Linked DNA regions of Oryzias latipes: region 2 is linked to region 1. The links are chromatin contacts, called in public Hi-C maps. All regions are on one chromosome and are shown on one strand. The core of a region is the stretch at or near the end of the contact, and the rest is flanking DNA. Distances in the headings are between cores, read along the strand shown.

Region 1 (4,632 bases), core at 1,189-3,688:
TGAAGTACTTTAGAATAGAATAAACTTTATTGATCCCACAAAGAAGAAATTGCCTCAATTACAACAATAGTTGTTGTTCAGGCTCTATGAAGCGTTGTAGAGTGTTAAGGAGTTTGAAATGAGACAGAAAATGTGCTTTAAGTGATTTTAGTTTATAGACTTTTAAATGTTTCATGGATAATTTTATTTATTTATCTATAGGGCTAAGTATACAAAATAGATGAATCGAGCCAAGCTTAATAAATCAATAATCGATCCATAAAAGTAGCGATCGATCTTTTATGCCTTTCCTTTTAACGCTACTCTCATGAGATTTGGTGAGATTTGGCGAGATCAAGATTGAAAGAATCATGATGTACAACTGTAAAACTACTAGATAGTTGACAAAGTACAAGTAGAAGTTTAATGGAACATGACTAATATACTCTCATATATGAGTTAAAGCAAAAAAAAAAAAAATGGAAGCAGCAATAAATAAACTGAAAAGTTCATAAAACAAAATATCAAATGTTTTTGTTTTAGAAGTCGTTTTCTATGCCTTTTTTAAATTCTAAAATGAATACACATGAAGGACGTGTCTTGTTAAAGGCCCTCTCTGACAAAAATCTTGTTTTATGTGTTTTTAACATGTACTTGTAGCATTTTTCTCATGATGGAGGGCGTATATGAAGAAAACTAAGCTTCAAACTGGATTTCAAAGTATTTCTTTATTCAAATCCTTGTGAACGAAAAAATCCAGTTGGATAAACTTGTAGATGTGACGTAAAACGTCCAATGGCAGGCCACAAGCTCCCTGCTCTGCTCCATTCAGATGCATCGGCTTGAAGACAGATAGATCCGTGTACGTCTTTCTTTTTCTTCGTCTGAGCTGGTGTCTGGCTCAAAACTGTAGGGATGGATAGCTCCAGTATTGCTCACCCTTTTTGTTGCACCGGTAATGTTAGGTTGGGGTTGTGAGAGACTGTAAGGTAGAGGGAGAGAGTGTGTAAAAAGATGGATGATAAATTACTAATGAACTACTGCCACTGTATAGAACCTATGTCCTAGAAAACGACCCACTTTTTTGTAGTAAAAAATTGCGTAATCGTTGTCGCTGGAAACGCTTTTACTCTAGATCAAAAGATGATGAAAGTGGGACTTTAAGGCGTTTTTGAAACATAAATTGCACTTTTCGTAGAGGTTTGAGAAAATTACAACCCTCAACTCGCCAAACTGCTCAGTCAGACGCCAGTGTCCCTATAGACTGGACAGTTGCTTTGCTCTGCTGACTAATTTCAGCCTTCCCTTGTGTCTCTAAACCCCCCTCGCTCCTGACGTCCTCCAAACATCTCTGTATCCCACTAACCCTTCCCTCCCCTCCTCTGTCACGGGCAACAGCTCCAGAGGTCCACCATATGGACCAGTGTCTGAGCGGCTGACTGCTTGCCTCTCTGCATCGTGTGTGTGTGTGTGTGCCCCACCTGCCTCATCTACAGGCCAACCAGAATGAGCTACTAGATAAACACATCAACTGATAAGGGATAGAAAGAGGACAGACTGAGCTAGATGTGACAGTGATTTTTCTTATCTGTTGAATGACGGGTTGCATTGTTGATAAGCACCTGAAAGCCACTGACAGAAGGAAAGGCAGAAGACAACGAAGAAGGAATAAAACTAAGAAACAATGATGCGTAGATTTTAATTGATTAAAACACAGACATAACACATTTTTACTATGTGAATGTCATGCTGTGTAGTAAACAGTCCTCAGTGGCTAGACGCATCATGCGCCCTCTTTGACGCCCCGAGACAGGATAGTAATGAATGAAAATGTGAAAGGTGATTATGGGAGGTCAATGAGAAGAATACGTCTCAGGCCTGTACACCTGTGGCCCACCTTCTGCTATCTGAACCTTTGAGGTTTTTTTTTTTTTCCGCCACCACAGTCTTCGGTTACTCATTATAACCTACTGAATAATGTAAACGTACATATGAGCGAGGGATCTATATAATAGGGCTATATCTCTCTCCATCTGGTCATGTGTTTATAGTCCCCCTCCTTAATTCCAATCTATCTGTTGGACAAAACCTCATCAGCAACAACCCCCCCCCCCCCCCCACACACACACACAATTCAACAATTATTCCTCTCTAATATTATAATGCCTGATCTGCAAGGAAATCTGCGCATATGGGTCGATGCGAGAGCGTGCTTGCCTTTATCTTTGCATTTCAGTGGCTGTTTGTTTGAGCTGCCGGGGAGCAGTTTGCAGCCTCAGGAGACTTAACCAGGCGTCTGCCACCTGACCCTGTTGACTCCGACCATCCTGGGCTCAGCTGATACACGCGTCTTGTGGCCTTGACATGAGCAGGACAAAAAAGCATGAAGAGTGGGAGGGTTGCGAGGACAGAAGGAACAGCAGGCAATGAATGATTATGATGACTAGGGCCATCTTGCTTGCCTCGGTAGCCCCCTCTCCTCCTCCCCTCCCCTCCCACCACCCTGGCCTTGGCCCTGGCTCTGGATCTGCTCCCACATGGACAAGTAATCTGGCCCAGGTCAGCGTGGGTCGTGTCGGTGAAGTGTCACCACCAGGCAGGGTCTGCTCTGTCAGCTGTTAGGGATGACAGGAGGAGAGGCAATCAGGGAAAAGCAGAGGAAGAGTAAAATTTCCCTTAAAAAAAAACCAACAAAGCATAAAAATATAATATAATTCATGATGCATGGAAATTGTAAAATGTATAAACAACGTTAGAGACAACAAGAAAAGCACTTGGATAATATTGGATAGAGAAGAATTGGAACAAAGGGAACAGGTTTTGCGGAGGTGTCATATCAGCCAGGCCTTATGCAACCTACGAAGCACTCGCAGATGGTATGACTGCTGGGAAAGTAGGGTAAACAGGCCCAGCTAATGATTTGCCCTTCTTGACTTTGTGCATTCTTTGTACAGGAAACTAAAGAAAAAATAACAGTAGAAAACGTTTCCTCTTGAGGATTTAGAGTATTTCTGGTGAACCACTGTCTGCAGGCAAACACATGGGCTCATGTACACATGGGCTACATTTAGTATTGGCACTGTTAGCTCACTACTAGACAATTAAGGCATTTCCGCTTGGACCTCAAGAGTGTATGACACAGGTCAAAGACATGTTTTTTACAGTATTTTTTTTAATGAGAGTGGCGTTTATTGTTAATTTAATTTTTTTTTAACCTGTTATCTCTTTTGTGCTAGGGTACTTTGGACTCCAATCTGGAGAAACTGTGGTATTGTAATGTATGAGGAAGTCTGGAGTGACAGAGCAGTGTGTTATGAGGGACGTAAGACAGCGGTGAGGTTTGCTGTAGAGGTGACAGAGGAGCGCGAGGTGGAGGTGGGATTACATAAGGGATCAGCTCTGAGCCTGTTTGCAGTGTTGGTGGACAGGCTGATGGCTGAGGTTATCACCATGGATTTTGATGTTTGCGATATTGTGATTTTTAGCAAGAGCAGGAAACAGGTAGAGAAGAAGCTAGAGAGGTGAAGGTTTGTCCTGGAAAAGAGAGGAATGAAGGTTAGCTGCAGTAAGACGGAGTACATGTGTGAATAAGAGGAACCCAAGTGGAAGAGTGAGGTTACGGGGAGAAAAGATAAACAAGGTGGAGGATTTGAAGTATCTAGGCCCAGCAGTCCATAGTAATGGAGTGTGTGGAAAAGAAGTGAAGAAGCGAGTGCAGGCAGGTTGGAATGGGTGGAGAAAAGTGTCAGGTGTGATGTGTGATCGAAGAGTTTCAGCTCAAATGAAAGGAATGGTGAGACTGGAGGATACTGTGGTGAGAGCAGCTATGTTAGCCTAGAGACAGCCTAGAGACAGCGGCACTGAGGAATAGACAAGAAGCAGAGATGAAGATACTGAGGTTCTCTTTGGGAATGACCAGGATGAATGGGATCAGGAATGGGTACATCAGAGGGACAGCACATGTTAGAGGTTTTAGAGATAAAGTCAGAGAGGTCCGACTGAAATGGTTGAGACATGTCCAGAGGAGAGACAATAAATATATTGGTAGAAGGATGCTGAGTCTAGAGCTGCCAAGCAAGAGGTCTAGAGGAAGACCAAAGAGGATGTTTATGGATGCAGAAAACAAAGACATGAAGGTGTTAGAGCAGAGGATGCAGAAGACAGGGTTAGATGAAGGAAGCTAAGTCACTGTGGAAACCCCCGAAGGAAAAAGAAGACGTTTAAAGGACTCTGAAATGTTTAAGCATTGAATACAATTGAATTAGTTTCTGTTATATACTCTATTCTTAGCAAGAAATTACAGACTAAGACGAATCAAACCAACTAGAAACGTCAGAGTTGGGCAGTGTCTGCATTTCCTGAAACAACCACTGATCAGAAAGGATAAGAAACAAAGAAAAGATGAACCAACTCCCCCAGTTTAAGGTGCACTATACTTTGCTTGTTTTTATCTGTACCAATGTAAAGGTCAAGTTAGCTTTCAAGAAGGAGATGGTGAAACACCTAGGCCTCCCAAAGGCACATGTACCAATAATTCACAGAAATTCTTTTTTTCTTAGTTATACCATGGTCCAGCGGTAAGAGGTGAGCTTTCTCTCTGCACTGATGCTTTATTTAATATATCGTGACAAACAGCATATATATCGCTTTCTT
Region 2 (4,632 bases), core at 586-3,085, 50 kb after region 1:
CCAAACAATATGATGCAATAAAGAAACAATCACAATAAAACAATAAAATCAATTGAACAATAAAAGAAATAAAACAATAAAAACAATAAAAGAATAAAATTAATAAAATGAACAAGTCCCACTAGATACGCTCACTGAAGTTAAAAGCCTGAGTAAAAAGATGTGTTTTTAAAAGAGTCTTAAAATTACTGACAGTTCTGGCAGACCTCACAGAATAGGGGAGAGCATTCCAGAGTGTAGGACCTGCAACTGAAAAGGCTCTGTCTCCCCGAGTCACAAGCCGAGTCCTGGGAACCACTAAAAGCATTTGATCTTCAGACCTTAGGACTCGACATGGGCGATAAACATGCAAAAGCTCAGAAAGATACTGAGGTGCCAGACTATTCAGACATTTAAAAACCAAAAGTAGAATCTTAAAAGAAATTCTAAAAGACACAGGCAGCCAGTGAAGTGAGCGTAATATCGGGGTTATATGCTCACACCGTCTGGTCCCCGTTAACAGGCGGGCCGCTGAATTTTGAACCAGCTGGAGACGGCGGAGCAGAGACTGATCCATACCACTGTACAGAGAGTTACAGTAGTCCAGTCTAGAGAAGATCAAGGCGTGAATCACTTGTTGCAAAGCGTGAGGAGGTAGATATGGCTTGACTTTGCTAATTAGCCTTAAGTGATAAAAACTAGACTGGACTACAAGACTGACCTGTTTGTCAAATTTAAAATGCCTGTCAAGGTTTACCCCAAGATTTCTAATGAACGGAGCATCTGAAGGGTCCAGGGGGCCAACAGCCCTACAGCAGCCTGTCAGCAAGTCAGACTTTCCAAAAACAAACACCTCTGTCTTGTTTTTGTTCAGACAGAGGAAGTTCAGCTCCATCCAAGACTTGATGTCTGCTAAGCAGTTCTGCAATCTGTTGAGACCCTCCACTCCTCCAGATTTTAGGGGAAGATAGATCTGGATATCATCTGCGTAGCAGTGGAATGACACATTATATTTCCTAAAAATGGACCCCAGTGGCAGCAGATAAAGTGAGAATAAAAGCGGGCCTAAAACTGAGCCCTGGGGTACACCATATTTGAGCGGAGCCTCTGAAGAAGAGCACTGTCCTAGTTGGACAGAAAAACTCCTGCCACATAAATATGAACTGAACCAACTGAGTGCTGTGCCCTTCACACCGACAGACTGCTCCAGTCGGGATAAACAAACACTGTGATACACTGTGTCGGCTAGCGACAGTCCAGTGTGAACAGCAGAGGCTAAATCCGCGTTCAAGGATGAGCGTCACATAAGCAGGGTGAGGGTAGCATCAGAAATCATTCCAAAATTCCTAATCTGTTAGCAGATTTTCTTTTAAAATGCAAACAAATCTGCCATTAAGGTAAAAATAAGTCTCAGCAAGAATTCTAATACTTAGAAAACAATTCTAGTCACTAAGTCATGTTTTCTCAACTTAGATTATTCCGCTACTGAAAAACTTTCTTGATAACATTTTTATGGCAAACCAGAAAATAAGACATTTTTTTTTCCTGAAACAAATCTAAACATTCGGTTTTTGCAGTGTTTTAGATTTCTGCTGTGTGCTAAGATAATGGATGTGTTTTCTGACGGTGTTTAAACAGATTTCTTTTCTTTGTTTTGAGTTTAGCAAACGTTCCCATGATGAGATGGTGTTATTTTACACAAACAGTCCACATTGCAGCAACTCTTTTGTTCCTCTAGGTGCTGAACTGTATAGTGGACATGGTGGAAAAGACACGGAGGTCAGTGAGCGTGCTCAGACGGTGCCAGGAGGCCGATCGGGAGGAGCTGAACTACTGGAGGCGCCGCTCCAACGAGCAGGAGGACCCTCGCAAAGGAGGATCGGGCTCTGCTCCGTTCTCCAAGACGCACAGCCCCCACTCTGCAGAATCTGGTAAATCAGTTTTAGAATCGGGGCTCTCACTGCTGGCCAAGAAGCTGCTAGATGTCTGAAGTCTTTCCATGATGGCTGCTTATACTTGTTTCTAGCTGAGTGTTGCATTAATAACAGAAATTAGCTGATAGAAATGGTTGTCTTTCCTGTGATCTTTGCAAAAATGGGTCATTGATCCAGTTCTCATAGGAAAAATCCTGCTCATGATTGTCTTTTATCTTTTTGCCTCTAAGCAGAGGCATCACATTTAAGAAGCAAAGACTGGAGCTTCATGGTAAAAAGTTAGTAAATATGGAAAGAGGCTTACAGAATCAAGTTGGAAAACTTGTTTCACACTCACTGCGCCATCTAGTGGTCCTTCTAGAAACTGCAGGCTGAGTCACACGTCAGTGAGCCCATTGGCAGTTGGTCCCCGTTCTGCTGTGTACTGGCAGTGCTCTCTCTGAGCGCCAGCCTCGCCATCCTCCTGCTGCTCCCCGGTTACAGACAGGTGCTGGGACTGGCCCCCGCCATATCGGCCACAGAAGGGCCGTCCTGCCGTCCTGCAGGTTCAGAGAGCCAGAGCTGGCGAACTCGCCGGCGTGCCATCTGGGCCCCCAGCCGGAGGGCTCGCCCGCTTTTCCTGTGCTCAGAGCACACTGGTGATGGTGGATGACGCCAGATGAAGGAGGGGGGAAATAAAAGGCGATTGGACATGAGGAAAACGCCGTTGAGCCAGGCAGCATTGTTGGGGAAGAGGTTTAAGCGCAAAAACACGAGTGAAAAGCGGGGAGGGGAGTTTTAGGGAACACTCAGAATGTTGACACAGCTTGTTGGTGTGCAGATCTCTCCAAGCCAAACACATTCCTTTCTAAAGCTGTCAGATCTCAGATCAGGCCAAAACTCTGACAACCAGCAATTACACCGCATGTGTGGAGAAGATCTACGGACAAAACAAAGGACAAAAAACCTGAACTCCCCCCACTGAGTGGTTACTTTCAGGCACATTACATAAGGAGTGGAACATTTGCTTGCAGTTTAGGGGACTTATCTTCCTGCTTTTTTTGTCTTTTCCGCAGACTCGCAGAGAGATTTCGCCCCGAGGCCCGGCTCAGCATACGTTACAGATGAGATCTGGAGGAAAGCCGGTAAGGACGCCATCAAAATAAGATTAATGTCAAACCGCCATGTTCTTTAAATGGCCTGGAGGCCGTCAGGCGGGTCCTTAAATGTGCCTGCCTTCGTGTGCAGAGGAAGCGGTGAACGAGGTCAAACGTCAAGCCATGGACGAGGTCCAGAAAGCCGTGGCCGAGGCGGAGCAGAAGGCTTTCGAGATGATCGCAGCCGAGAGGGCAAAGATGGAGAAGACGCTCGCCGAGGAAAAGCGGAAGGCTCAGGAGGACGCCATCATGGTCATCAATGAACAAGAAGATTCCAGCGAGGTGAGGCGGAGTTTAGGGAAAAAAAACACACACACACTTTGCTGATACTGCAGCTGTGGAAAGTTTCTATCAGCAGGAAGATGTTTAGAGAAAAGGACTGATTGAAGAGGGAAAAATAGGATCACGGCAACAGGAAGCCTGACTTCAAATAAATGCCGGAGCAGTGAGGCGCGTGCTAAATGTGAAAGTATACACCTTCGTTTACAAGCGTCTGTTTTCGACCGAATCACCTGCTGGTTAGTGTCTGTGCAGAAACTAAACCGATCCATTAGACTCCCACTCCTCTCACTTTCAAAGTCTTCTCAGCGCTCTTTTAACCATGGTTCAGGTGAATTTTGATGCTGATTGGCTGCTGTGCAGCATTAAAAAGTGATAATGCACGCCTAAAAAAGAAGTTCCGATCACATGGCGTAAATGTTCCATATCACTGCGCTGGCTTCTTTAAAACGAACTTTGGTTTCATCATCTGGACAAAAACAAGCGGTAAGAAGTGAACTTGCTCTCTGAACTGATGCTTTGTTTAACCCATCAGCAAATATAGCTTTCCTTTGCTGTTGTGGTCGAGGTCGGAGGTCAGAATGTAACAACTTTTTGTGAAAAAAACGATCCAATCCGAAGAAATAAAAGAATTAAGTTCTAAAAACTGATTGAATATTTATTTCTTTTGAAAGTGACCATGGTATAAGTGGGTTAATGGCCTTTGAAGTGTGCATTAATCAGACCTAGCACACTTCACAGAAGCAACCATCCTCCACTTTCTGTTGGATGGTTCAGGCTTCCACGGCGTGCGTTAAATCCTGATAATGCACACCTCATCGGCCATTGACCTTTACTTATGACGTTTTTAGACAAACTTGTGTCTTTTTTGGGACATAGTCCCTGCAGAGCGGCAGGAATTCATCAGGAGTTGTAGGACGGTATTGTAATTGCGGCGCAAGCACATTCCCCCTTCCCATCACCCATCCATTTAGTGCATTTTTTAGTGCAACAAAAATGGCGAGAACTATTTGAGCTCTCCAGCCGCACAGCTTTGAGTTAAAACCATTTAGTCTACAATGAAATGCATCAGGATGAAGCGGAGCGGCCCGCCCAATAAAATAAAGAAACATTTTCTTGTCTGCTCTTGATTTACAACGGCTTTAATAAAGAAATACTCAGAAATACAATGTAAATCTCAATTTTCTTTCTATATGTACTTCATCGTGAAAAAAATGACAAGAACGTGTGAAAAACACCAAAAACGTCATGTGACTTAGGTCAAACCACCATCAGAAAGTAAATTCTTCCTTCAATTATTAAGT

What was found. Hi-C and Micro-C count contacts between places; a contact is called where the count stands out from the background.
Region 2: a Hi-C map of embryo shows a contact between it and region 1, with 2.0 times the contacts expected there. The contact joins two enhancer-like sites. A contact is called at or near these places in 4 of 5 Hi-C or Micro-C datasets (embryo, fibroblasts and gastrula embryo).

What each region holds. Positions count from the first base shown.
Region 1 is chr5:11,982,788-11,987,419 of ASM223467v1, forward strand. All of the region lies in intron 1 of cbfa2t2 (protein CBFA2T2), which reads left to right. Among protein-coding and RNA genes, the nearest start is that of snta1, 7.0 kb to the left of the region's middle. Within about 2 kb of position 2,439, at least 5 of the 8 cell types and tissues checked have an H3K27ac peak or open chromatin away from gene starts, as enhancers often do. A contact at or near this core is called in embryo, where this site is marked.
Region 2 is chr5:12,033,381-12,038,012 of ASM223467v1, forward strand. cbfa2t2 (protein CBFA2T2) reads left to right here. Exons shown (of 12, transcript XM_020703203.2): 9 at 1,718-1,910; 10 at 2,969-3,037; 11 at 3,141-3,331. Among protein-coding and RNA genes, the nearest start is that of LOC101165723, 24 kb to the left of the region's middle. Within about 2 kb of position 1,836, at least 2 of the 8 cell types and tissues checked have an H3K27ac peak or open chromatin away from gene starts, as enhancers often do. A contact at or near this core is called in embryo, where this site is marked.